Linked DNA regions of Mus musculus: regions 1 and 3 are each linked to region 2. Evidence: chromatin contacts called from public HiChIP or PLAC-seq data. All regions are on one chromosome and are shown on one strand. Each heading gives the region's core, a stretch centred on a gene start, on an enhancer-like site or on the middle of the called end of the contact. The rest is flanking DNA. Distances are from core to core; before and after follow the strand shown.

What was found. HiChIP or PLAC-seq counts read pairs in DNA pulled down with a chosen protein or histone mark.
Region 1: a contact with region 2 is called in an HNF4G HiChIP or PLAC-seq map of pancreatic cancer cells. The contact joins two enhancer-like sites. A contact is called at or near these places in 1 of 39 promoter capture datasets (the C10 cell line), 1 of 484 Hi-C or Micro-C datasets (nephron progenitors), 6 of 115 datasets of contacts at active chromatin or transcription factors (embryonic stem cells, heart atrium, memory CD8 T cells and 2 more) and 3 of 9 other capture datasets (adipose tissue, embryonic stem cells and liver).
Region 3: a FOXA1 HiChIP or PLAC-seq map of pancreatic cancer cells shows a contact between it and region 2. The contact joins two enhancer-like sites. A contact is called at or near these places in 4 of 115 datasets of contacts at active chromatin or transcription factors (embryonic fibroblasts, microglia, pancreatic cancer cells and 1 more) and 1 of 9 other capture datasets (adipose tissue).

What each region holds. Positions count from the first base shown.
Region 1 is chr16:33,578,678-33,582,671 of GRCm38.p6, reverse strand. All of the region lies in intron 4 of Slc12a8 (solute carrier family 12 (potassium/chloride transporters), member 8), which reads right to left. Among named protein-coding and RNA genes, the nearest start is that of Slc12a8, 62 kb to the right of the region's middle. Within about 2 kb of position 1,856, at least 94 of the 459 cell types and tissues checked have an H3K27ac peak or open chromatin away from gene starts, as enhancers often do. A contact at or near this core is called in pancreatic cancer cells, where this site is marked.
Region 2 is chr16:33,775,737-33,779,992 of GRCm38.p6, reverse strand. No RefSeq gene overlaps it. Among named protein-coding and RNA genes, the nearest start is that of Muc13, 17 kb to the left of the region's middle. Within about 2 kb of position 2,137, at least 63 of the 459 cell types and tissues checked have an H3K27ac peak or open chromatin away from gene starts, as enhancers often do. A contact at or near this core is called in pancreatic cancer cells, where this site is marked.
Region 3 is chr16:33,998,913-34,003,146 of GRCm38.p6, reverse strand. The region is part of intron 51 of Kalrn (kalirin, RhoGEF kinase); the gene reads left to right. Among named protein-coding and RNA genes, the nearest start is that of Umps, 34 kb to the right of the region's middle. Within about 2 kb of position 2,321, at least 46 of the 459 cell types and tissues checked have an H3K27ac peak or open chromatin away from gene starts, as enhancers often do. A contact at or near this core is called in pancreatic cancer cells, where this site is marked.

The sequences.
Region 1 (3,994 bases), core at 607-3,106, 200 kb after region 2:
GAAGAAGAGGATGTGGGCAGATTGTAAGAGCCAGAGGTGGTGATGACTCCAGAGAAACATCATTTTTTCAGACCCCACAGGATGCACACGTAAACTTACAGAGACCGAGCCACTTTAACCACGAAGGACACTAGTGTGCAGGACAGAAGCAGAATATTTAGAAGACGCAAGAGTCAAACGAAGAGAAACCCCAGATACTGCCAAGGCCATATATGATGGATTCCCCCTGCCCAGGACAATTAGAGGTGTCCAGTAAGAGTGTTTTGAGCTGGATGTGGTGGGGCTTGCCGGGGACCTCAAACTGAGGCAGGTGCTTGAAGAGTTCGAGGCTGGCTTCAGAGTAAGAGGTGGCCTCAAAGAAAATCCTAAAAAGGATAGACCATATCCAGTGTGTACAGCTAATGGGCCTGCAGAGAAGAAAGAGGAGATAGGACAGGTTTGAAAGAGGCCCCAGGGAACTCTGGGCAGTGAGCTGGGAGCAGCCCTCAACCTGCACTCTAGCCTCATCCCTGGTAACTTTGGTCGTTCGAGGAGGGGTTGTGGAGGAGTGAATGAGGTCTCCAAGTCTGAGACTCCACCCAGAGAGAAAACATGAAGAGAGGGCTGGACATTCAGCAGGGGCCAGAAGGGAAACGTGAAATGGGGCTGGGCCTGCAGGGTCCACCCAGATTACCCAAGGAAAGCAGCCTGGAGCCTCCTCTGTCCCTGGGGAAGGCCTCCACCCTGAGCGGGACAGGCTGCCAGGAAGCAGTAACACCCCCACCAACCCCCCCCCACACACACACACACATACACACACACACATACACACATTCTCGCATCCAAGGGGATGAAGGGCCAGAGGAGGAGGGGTAGATGCTCTGCTCTGATGGGGGAGTGACTAAGTGTCCAGCAACTGAACCCTTGCCACCTCTACACTCTGAAAGAGCAGCCTGGTTCCTCTGAGCTGAGCATTCTTCCTTGTGGAAGGGAAGCTGAACGTTTCCTATTGCAAGATGGCTTCTAACAGCCAAATTGTGCCTTCTATGACCAATGGCCTCTGTTTTTAAAAGTACTTGGGGGCTGGAGAGATGGCTCAGTACTGACTGCTCTTCCAGAGGTTCTGAGTTCAATTCCCAGCAACCACATGTTGGCTCACCACCATGCGTAATGAGATCTGACTCCCTCTTCTGGGGTGTCTGAAGACAGCTACAGTATATTTATGTATAATAATAAATAACCCTTTGGGCCAGAGTGAGCAGGGTTGATTGGAGCCAGCAGAGGTCCTAAAAATACAATTTCCCAACAACCACATGAAGGCTCACAACCATCTGTACAGCTACACTGCATTCGTATACATAAAATAAATAAATAAATCTTTAAAAAAAAAATGCCAGAAATGAGGACAAAGCCTGACTTGGGCTCTAAGAAGAAAGCGTCACCTTAAGGAGAGGAAAGCAGTAGCTACTGGGGCAGCCAAGCTTGTGCCAGATCCCATGTGGAGTGCTGTCCCAGCTGGACATTTAAGCTGTCAACAGCCTGGCACATTTTCTCAGTGAGGTAGGAATCCCAGAGAGAGGGGCCCAGGGCAGATTCTAACACTGTGCTGGCTTCACAACTATCCCAAGGATGCAGGGAGACCTGGCAGGGAGCCAGGAGCTCCAGGGGCAACTAGGGCCCTGCTTTGGGGACTAGAGAGGTCCCACCCACTGTGGCCCCAGATTCCCCCACCCACCCCCCACCCCCAGAGGCCTGGCCTGTGTAACTCTCAGCCTGAAGGATTCCCTGAGAAAGGAAAAGCTGGCCTCTTATCTCCTGGGGTAAAGGAATGTGCTCTCCTGCCAGGACAAGGGGCTGCTGGACAGGAAGTCTCCACCCTAGCTGTGGGTTCCTCCCAGTCACCACTTGCTCCTTCTGGCTGTCCCTGCCTCTGGCATCCACTTCCCATGCTTAAACTTCTGACCTGACCTCCCCAACAGAATTCTAAGCCATTTTACCCCTCACCCCACCCCAAGCCTCCTCCAATTAGCTACCCACTCTCAGCTCCATGCCACTGGGGAATTCTGACCCAGAAGTCCATCCCCTGCCCCACTTCTATGTGGCTATGCTCCCTAGGCAGATGGCTGAGGATGCCAAGTGGCCTTGTAGTGCACAGGACCATCTCAGAGATACACTCCTGCTGTGCAGCAGGCTGACACACTGAAACACACAGCTCCTGCCTCGCAAGTCTCCAAGCCAATCCCAACCAGGAAACAAATCAGAAAGCCTCCCTAGAATCCCATGGCATGGAGCTGGGTATGCACATCAGTGGTAAAGCGTGTGTTCAACATGAACAAGGCCCTGGGTTCAATTCCCAGCAACACAGAAAACAGACAACAGTGACAGAGTGAATCTCATGGATGACAGCGCAGCATCACAGAACCTGAGAACGGTCCAGGGACTCTACCCTGACACCCATTTTATAGATGGAGATGCTGAGGCCCAGGAAAAGTGAGTCCTATATCACAAGATTGGCAGCTGGTCAGGTAAGGGCAGGACCCAGGGAATCTAAGCCTCCACTCAACAAGCCCTATGTGTCCTCACAGGCCCCGTAGCAGCAATCATATGTATTGTTATTGTGGGGCTATTTGACTATTTTTCCATTATGTACCAGATAGCTATTTTTCTGGTATGGCTATACTGTCTCACCACATGATACATGCAAAAACATAAAATATTCTTAAGAGTAACATTTGGGATCAAGCCAAGTGTTCACAACCGGAGAAGGCATAAACAAAATGTAGTGTACTTGGGGAATGGAATATCATTCAGCCATGAAAAGGGATGAAGTGGTGGCTAGAAAGCAAGCGTAGCTGGTAACCTACTTGCCTGGCAAACAAGGGGACCTGAGTTCAACACTCCAGAATCCAGATTTTAATAGGCAGAGAGCCAAAGAATTTACTCAGAGGGCAGGAAAACTTATCCTACAGTCATGAGAACAAAATTCCTCCGGCATCCCTGTCACAAGTTGGGTTTCCCTGCAGATAGATGCCTAGAACCTCAGCAATGAGGGTGAGGAGACAGGAGGGTTATAGAGGCTTGCTGGCTTCCAGCCTAGCTGAGAAAATATAAGTTCTGGTGCCAGCAGAGGCCAAGAGAGGGCATCAGATCTCCTGCATCTGGAACTACAGTTGCTCCTGAGTGCTGGGAACCAAACCCAGGTCCAACACAGAGCGGCCAGTGCTTCTAACCACCGAGTCATCCGTCAGCCCCACTAATCACATATGCTTAAAAGTGGGGTGTGGGGACACACGCTTATAATCCTGCCACTGGGGAAACAGAGATGAGCAAACAGATCCCTGGGGCTCCTTGGCCAGTCTTACCTACTTGGTGAGTTCCAGGCCAGTGAGAAACCCTGTCTCGAAAGCACCGTGGACAACACCTGAGGAACAGCAGCTAAGATTGTCCTCTGGCCTCTGCATACACGGACTCATGCATGGATGGACACAGACAGACAGACACACACACACTCACTCACACCATACACAAAGGGATGAAACACTGGACATACTACAACTTAGGTGGTCTTTAAAAACATCACTCCAAGTGAAAGGACAAGTGTCCTAAGAGTCCATTCCTGTGTAACATCCAGCCTGACAAACTCAGAGCCAGACACGGCAGAACAGTTCCTCAGGGCCCGGGGACTCGTTTTCTATTTGAGGTGAGGGAACCTTCAGGAGCCGATGGTGGTGACTGCTGTATATAGTGATGACTGTGGCTAACCCCACTGAATCGCTTACCTAAATATGGTTTAAACATCAACTCACACCTTAGAGATATTTTATCACAATAAAAAAGAAAACCAAAAGAACCCATTTCTTTGCACATGCCCCCTCAGAGATCACAGCCCACAGCCTTGATTTAGACCCAGCTCCCGCCTGCTTTACACATATAGAAATAGGGAATAAAAGCACTTCTTGGTTGAGGCCAGTGGGAAATCAGCTATGAAGCAATAACCTCCCAGACATGGCTATTC
Region 2 (4,256 bases), core at 888-3,387:
AGACATGTAAACCCAATACCTATTTCTTCCCCTATGTTACTTTTGGTCAGAGTGTGTTTAGTTTAGTTTAGTTTAGTTTTTAGTTTAGTTTAGTTTAGTTTTTAGTTTAGTTTAGTTTAGTTTTTAGTTTAGTTTAGTTTGAGATAAGGTCTCATCGTACAGCATTAACTGGCTCAGAACTCACTCTTAGGGGGCTGGCCTCAAACTTAAGAGATCTGCTTGTTTTTGCCTCAAATGCCAGGGTTAAAGGTGTGTGCCCACCCATCATGCCTGGTTTGGTCAGATCGTTTCATCATAGCCACAGAAAGGAAGCAGAGCCCAACGCTAATAAACTTGAAAATAACAGCGAGGGGAGAGAGCTCAGACAAAAATTATGATATTGTAATGGGGTCCCAGACCTTAGCACAACCGACTCCGAGGTGGAAGTGCCATTCTGGCTGTAAAACTCGGCACATAGACAGTAATGCCTGCCAAAACGAAAACAAAGACCGATTCCATCAAAGTCCATAGCTCTGGGAAAGGTCCACATGCACTATCCTTGCTTTTTGGCTTCTGTAGTTGCACGTCTGGTTAACTGTTCTTGTTAACCGAAAAATGTCAACCTAGAACATGCTTTTGTGTTTCAAAGCTTACCCTGAGAAAGGCTCAGGGCTACAGTGGGATCCTGACCACCCAGGGTAGTCACCTGCCAGGTTATAAAGACTTTCTATTGGCTTAAACCCCATATCTAAGAAGTCGTCTTCCGTGGTTACCCCACAGTACATATGGCAGGGTTTTGTTTGTAATAAATGTACAAACAGACACAGATGTAGAGATGAAAGGTGGGCCAGCTGCTGGGCTGGGGCAGGAGGCACTGGCTCAGAAGCACAGGCTTCTTGTTGGAATAATGAACATGGACTTGGTCGTGGTGGTGTGGTGTGCCCCTGTGACCGAGATAGAATCATATATCAGTAAAGGTACGGGAGAAGAGGAAGGGGGGAGAGGAGAAGATGGAGGGAGAGGGAAAAAGGAAGAAAGGAAAGAAAGGAAAGGAGAGAGCAGAGAGAAAAAAATGTTAATTTCAGAGTATATTGTCTTGAGGCAATTGATGCTCAGAGCAACCTCCTGGGCCCTTGTAATTTCCCGGTGAGCACACAAATGCACTTCGAAACACAGAAGTGAAAATCAGGGCCAAGCATGGTGGTGCATGCTTTTGATGCCAGTGTTTGGGAGGCAGAGGCAGGTGGATCTCTGAGTTCCAGGACAGTTAGGGCTCTGTTACGCAGAGAAACCCTATCTCTGAAAGAAAAAGGAATGAAGGAAGGAAGGAAGGAAGGGAGGGAGGGAGGGAGGGAGGGAGGGAGGGAGGGAGGGAGGGAGGAAAAACTACTCATTTTCATTGAGGCCCCAAAACAGTGGTAGGAACTGTAGCTTAATAAAAATCCAACAGATGCAAATGTGTTTGCTTTTCAGTTTAACTTCTGGCTGCACGGGATATTTAGAAAGCTGGCTCACATCACTGTGAACCATAAACATGAATTGATTAAATGCCTCTACATAGTATAAAATCTGTATGTAAGTGCCATTTTGCCTTGTGTTTATTTAATATCAACTTGTCTAGGCTCAAAGAAAACTTTTCAAAATCATTGTCTTGTGTTAAAATTTATTGTTGACACTGTTCCCGAAGCCCACAGCTCCTCAGGATCCATTTTTGCTATAATAATCATGGTTAAGTTTGGAACAAAGCTCTTTGCTCTGGACACATTTTTTTTTCCCCTGCTGCAATCAACCTGTGGGTCACAACCACTTTGGGGGGAGGGGGAATCTCATATCAGACATCCCGCATATGAGAAATTTACATCACAATTCATAACAGCAGCAAAATTACAGTTATGAAGTAGCAACAAAAATAATTTTATGGTTGGGGGGTCACCACGGTATGAGGAGCTGTATTAGAGTGTCATAGCATTAGGAAGGTTGAGAACACTGCTCTAATGTGAGCTCACCACAGCTCAAAAGCATCAGGGAGACGTAACAGAGTGGTCACTGTATCTTCTAGAATGAACTAACAACTGGCTTCCAAGTGAGACCACAGACTGATCTCCCAGAGTGATCTTCTAGTACTGGGGTGAATATCAAGATGTCTATCGTGTGAATCAACTCTGGGAAGTCAGTTGTGTGGGCAGGCATCGGATCATGGGGCTTTAAGTAACAGCATGAAGGATGACAAAGCCAACAACAAACCAGGGTTTCAAGGGTTGTGCTTTCTATACCCCACGCCACGCCACACCATGCCACATCATGCCACGCCATGTCAAGCCATGCCACACCATTTTTATTTCATCCAGTCATCTGCCTAGTCTCCAACCAGACTTTTTCAAGAATTGCCAAGGACTTCTGCCTCTACTGTGGAGTTCGGTCTCATCTGTCGCCTTTCACATGAACTCTGCAGTGTCATGCTCTTCTAACACACTCCTTCAGAAATGACACATGCCCTGGAAAGTATAATAAACTGGATATTTACACTCTGAGTTCTCTAAAACTCCCTCTACAAATAAGCTCTTTAGCCTCGGGAAGTCACCCTCTCTGATGTTGTTTCCTTATTAGTAAAAAGGAGTGGGGGCCAAACAATATGTCATTTCCAGCTTCAGCCTCCGTGAGTCACTTGGTTCCAAGCATGCTTTATTACTTTTGGATTGCCACATCCTTTTATTCATACTGGAAATTGCATATAGGATCTGGAAGGCCTGGACCCTGAACCTTGTTGTGAGGCATACACATTTTCTATTAATAGAAATAAAACCCGGAAATATCAACCTGCTGACATATTCCCAAGGATATCTGAGGATAATCTGTGGTTGTTTTGGTCTTCTTTTGAGACATCTCCATATGTAGCCTGGGCTGGACTTGAGTACATGCTCTTCCTGCCTCAGTTTCTCAAGTCCTGTAGATACCAGCATTCACCACCATACCATTCTCGAGGATATATTAGCAAGCAGAGGCCCACAGTGTGCGTTCATTCGGGGGCATCTCAAATGCTACTGTAAGCCACCACAAGCCACTTCCCAGTTGCTCTTGAGAACAAAGGGGTGTGGTGACAGTTGGGTAAAGACGTTGCAGAGACTGAGAAGTATGGTCTTCTTTGTCTGTTGTCACACTGTCCAAGGAGCTGCCAGGTCACCCTCCAGTCATGTTATTGTGTGAGGAATTATTGGTGCAGCTTTTTAATTATTTATTTATTTTTTGGGTACTGGAGATTGGACCTAGACAAGCACTCTGCCTGAGCTGCGCTGCTAGTATGTTCTTCTCTTTCTGATGTGACTCTGAACTTGTTTCATGGCTTAGGAGGGTGTCAGGAATGTGATTGAAAAAGACTGGCAGTTCGTAGAAGCTGAGAGCTATCGAAATGGTTTTACCCGTGGTATGAACATCGCAATGTCTTCATTTATCAAATATTTGTGTAGCATCTATATATGTAACATATGCTTCTTTTTATTACATTTATTTGGTTTGGTTTTTTTGTCTGTGAAGAGGTACACATGCCATGGCTCAAAAGCAGAGGCCAGAGGACACTTTGTAAGAGTTGGTTCTCTTTCTCTATCATGTAAAACCCAAGGACAGAACCACCACCTCATAAAATACTGGCACCTATGCAACCAAAAGAATAGAAAGAAGATTTTTTTTTTAACAATGAGATAGCATTGAAATAGAGCAGAAATTTTGCTTTGGAAATGAACAACAACTAAGAGCTTCTCATCAATTTTATGTTTGCCCTCTGACTCACCATAGTTTCTGCCTATTTAGTCTCCCTGCCCTCCTCCTGGCAGGATTGCAAATTCTGGGCCAGCTGGCTTCTCTGATACTTGGAGAGGTGGGAGCTGCTCATATGAGGTGTGTGGGAAGGGTGTGTGTGAGATGGTGGTGGTGGTGGTGGTGGTGGTGTGTGTTACAGGGTTACAAAGATCACACCAGGTCCTGAGGGATCTAGAAAGGAATTGGAAAGGACCAGATATGAACCAACCAATCAGAGTGTGAGGAACAAGATACCCAGCCCTGGGAATGAACATACAGAGAGACAGCAAGGACTTTGTTTCCTGATTTCTTATCAGCAGGCTAAATAAAGACTGAGTCCCAAGTAGATTATTAAAAAGTGATGTGTCAGCCAGTACAGCATCCTTTATTGAGGATGGTCACTGTATCAGAGTAACAGCACATTACTGCGGGGTCTGCTCAGCTGTGAAATGAGGAGGGAACACCAGGAGAATCAACATTCTGGA
Region 3 (4,234 bases), core at 1,072-3,571, 220 kb before region 2:
AAAGCACCAGGGTCTGCGTTTTGATCGCCAGCGTCCGTGTAAAAAGTTGGACGTGGTGGCATCCATCCCAACAATAATCCCAAAGCTGAGGTGACAGACAAGATCCCTAGGTTGGCTGGCTGGCCAGGGCAGCTGAATCAGTGGGCTCACAGTTCAATGAGAGACCCTGTGTCAGAAATGAGTCAGAGAATAGTCAAGGAAGACTCTCAGAGCTGACCTCTGGTCTCCACACACACACAGGCACACAGCACATGCTCATGACCACATATACACATACATACTGATGAAAGAAGAAGAGAAGAAAGGGAAACAGTTGCTCAGTTCTTCTGGCCATTTTCCCCCCTCTCACATCATCTTGTGGCAACTTAGATCACAGCCTTTCTAGGTTTGGTTTTAATCTAAAACACAGTTTCTGGGAATTGAGAAGGCCGACCTTCCTCTGCCAGTCGCCCTGTATGGATGTATTGTTCTGTCCAGCTCAACCCATGGGACTCTCCTTTGCACCAGTCTTGCCTTCTCAAGGCTGAAATATGATGCAAACTGAAGCCACACAAAGCAAGCCAGTGGATCTGACCCGGAGTCAGGAAACCTGGACTCCAGATCGAGGAAGCTGTGTGACCTTGGGCCAGTTAACTTTCTTGAGCTCTGGGTTTCTCTGCAGGCAGCTTACACAGTCCCTAGTGTGCAGGCCTTCAGACACTGACACATAGCCCTTTGAACACCATGTAAATCTAAGAGGTAATGTATGTCGGGAACTTGGCTCTGAACCATGTCAGCATTGAGACCACGACAGAAGAAACTGGAAGAGGTGCTTTCTGCTGTTGAGTGGGGGTAGGGATGGCGACTGAAATGACCACTCTCGGTTCTAGGAACGGTGAGTGTCCTGAGCTGGTACCTAATTTCTTCCCAACACACAATTTCAGGCCCTAGATATCCCATCCTTGAAGAGCCAGCCTGTCATCCCACCTTTGATACTCTGGTATCCCCAGCCCAGATACAGGGCTTCAAAATGACCTGGCCACACAGACGAAACTTCGATACCCGAGTCGGGCAACTGACCTCCTGGCATTGCCAGTATGTTTGCACTGAAGCCTGTTTTTGTATTTTAATAACAGAATCCATGAAAAGGACTCTTTAAAGGAAAAGAAAGCGAAGCATCACATTCCGGTCATTTTGACAAAACATTTGCTTTGTAACGTATCTGATGCGTTTGGCAACCACACACTCTCTTCCTGCCCAGATCTGTTCTGATTCCCTATAAGGGCAGATGGATGTCCTACTACCCAAGGGACCTTCGCTGAAACAAGATGGCCCTCCATCCTGTGCCCTGGCCATCAGGGAGGACACGGTTGCTCACCTGTGTTAGTCTTGTCACTGACCAAGTCCCCAAGAAAAGCTACTGTAAAGGAGGAGTGGCTTTGCCTCACGGCCTCTGGGTTTCTGTAGTTGTTCCTTCATCCCTGATGCTCTGGGATGAAGAGAAGGCTGAAGCTTGTGGTGGCAGGAGTGTGTGGTAGAGGAGGCTGATCCCTCATGATGTCTGGGAAACAGAAATGGAGTGTTCACACTACAGGGCAGTAGCCTTCACTCAGGTTATGGGATGGTGCCACCACATTCAGAGCCCTTTGTTCCCCCATCCTAATTGATCATCTCTGGAAATGCCCTCATAGACACAGCTAGAGCTGTGCTTTACAAATCTCCTAGGCATGTGTCAATCCAAGTTGACCATAAACATTAACACCTCTCAGCCAGGCAGTGGTGGCACACACCTTTAGTCCCAGCACTTGGGAGGCAGAGGCACATGGGTCTCTGTAAGTTTGAGGCCAGCCTGGTCTAAATGGAGTTTTTAGGACAGCCAGGGCTGTTACACGGAGAAACCCCTGTCTCAAAAACAAAACAAAACAAGAAACAAATAAAAAAAAAATCAACCTCCTAGAAAAAGCAAAGGCAATGAGGTCAAGGTCACACAGCCAATGAAAAAGCAGGTCTTGCTTTTGACTGATGTCCTCAGCTCGACCTATGTCCTGCAGAAAGTCTGAATGCAGAGGCTCAGGCCCTTCCTTGTTGCACATCTGCTTGTAAGAGGAGAATTTCTTCTTCAACAGCTTTTATAATCCCCTGACTGCTCCGGTAATCGCAGGTCTTTAGGCACACCCTGTCCCAGTGACTCAGGAGCTCAGCTGTTGCAGCCACGAGAGTAAGTCTATTTGACACGAGTTGGAAAAGTCTCGATTGGTTTCCTGGGCTCGCATCCATGTTGAGCTCTTAGTCATGTGTGTCCTGAGGCGCCTCACCCTAGTCGGAAGGTCTGACCCATTTCCTTATATTGCACACTTACAAGTTTGCAAGTTCCACTGACCTGGGAGTTTCCCTAAGAGTGCAGCACTAGAAGAGACAAAGCCACCATTCCCACTTCCCTGTATACACAAACATCCAAATACTATCAAAGTTTACCTACAAAGTTCAGTGTACATTCCTCAGTGATTCACAAAGCAAATCTCAGGAAAATCAAGGAATCGGCAGCACATAGACAGACCAGGTTCTCCAACTACAAAGATAATTTTAAAAAAGGAAAGGTTTGGAGGGAGCTGGAGAGTTGGGTACTGAAGTTTGAGGCCATGTTAGGCAGCTCACAGCTTCCAGCTCCAGGGAATCTAATGCCCCTGGCCTTCTTGGACACATGCATTCACATGTATATCACACACACACACACACACACACACACACACACACACTTAATTTTTTTTTTAATTATTTGAAGCTAGGCCAAGGTGAATGCCTTTAATCCCAGCACTCAGGAGACAGAAGCAGGTGGATCTCTGTGAGTTTGAGGACAGTCTGGTCTACAAGAGTGAGTTCTGGGATGACCAGGGCTATACAGAGAAACCCTATCTCTAAATACATAAATGAATAAATAAATAACTGGAAAACTGATCTAGTCAGATTGAAATAATGAATAGCTAAACCTTCAAATAAGAAATCACACCCAGCCCCAGGACCACATGCAGAAGTAGTGTTTAGGGAGTTTTATTTTATGCTGGGGATTGAACCACACATGCCAGGCAAGTGTTCTACCACTGTGCTAGATCCTCAACCTGGAAAATCTCTTTTTACTCTCTGCTCGTTTTCTAACTAAATGTTATCTAGCATCCCTTTCCTTCCCTGCACTCAGATTTGTAGCTCTGAGACGGTTGAGGGCGTTCGGTTTGAGCTTGTTTCTGCCATCTTTACACCATTAGCATCCTTTGTGTGCCGTGTGGAACTGTGTTTTGTGATTGGATGATGAGGGACTCAGAAAAAAACAAGGTCAGGTCATCCCCAGCTGACAACTGTTTTCCAGACAGAATTTCACCTTCTTTCTCTAAGTCAGACTCTTAGGCATTAACTGAGGGGGATACTCAAGCTCTCTTCAAACTCAGTTTGTTATTCAACACTGGTGGATTTTACCTGTAACATTTCCCCTGAACTCGCTGTTGTCCCATTTTGAAGAAAAATCCAGAAGGCAGGAACTAAGGTGCAGTGGCGATTCTTGTCTTGTGGCTTCAGGAAACCTTGCTACCTGCTGCCCTCTGCTGTTCAAATAAAACCAGGCTCCCCAGTTGTTCATCCTTGCCTCTCTCCTACTCCCCCACCCCACCCCAGCATAATCTATCTCTCCCTCTCCCCCTCCCCCTCCCCTTTCTCTTCCCCTCCCTCCATCCCTCCATCCATCCCTGCATCTCTCAGAGTCAGACTACGTGCATTCTGTGTGACTAACCCCACGTTTCCTCCATGACCACATCTCTCTGACATCCTAGTTCTCTGTGGCTTCACATCTGACACCATGCTCACTGCCCACCTGTTTGGGGGACACTCAGAAATATCGGAGACTTGGGATTAGTACCTCCGGTCCCTGTACTTACCCGCAGTGGTCACCAGACAAGACAGCCAGGAGACCCAAATTCTAGACCAGTGATAGAGTGGCCCGAGTTAATCTGATCCAACCACTTTGGCCTGTCCTACAACAGATACTGTGTTTGACACCACGATTGATGACTCTGATGGTACATAAACCCCAGAAGGGTTGCCACCTGCCGACGGTGCACAGGACTAGTGAGCAAATGCGACGCGGATAAAGTGTTATGCATGGCAGCTCATGACCAGAGGCCCCCAAGGTGCCAGCCTCTGAATGAGCATAGAGGAAGAAGATCACCATCGACTGAATCTCAGGCTTGGACTGACCAGTGGGATTCCT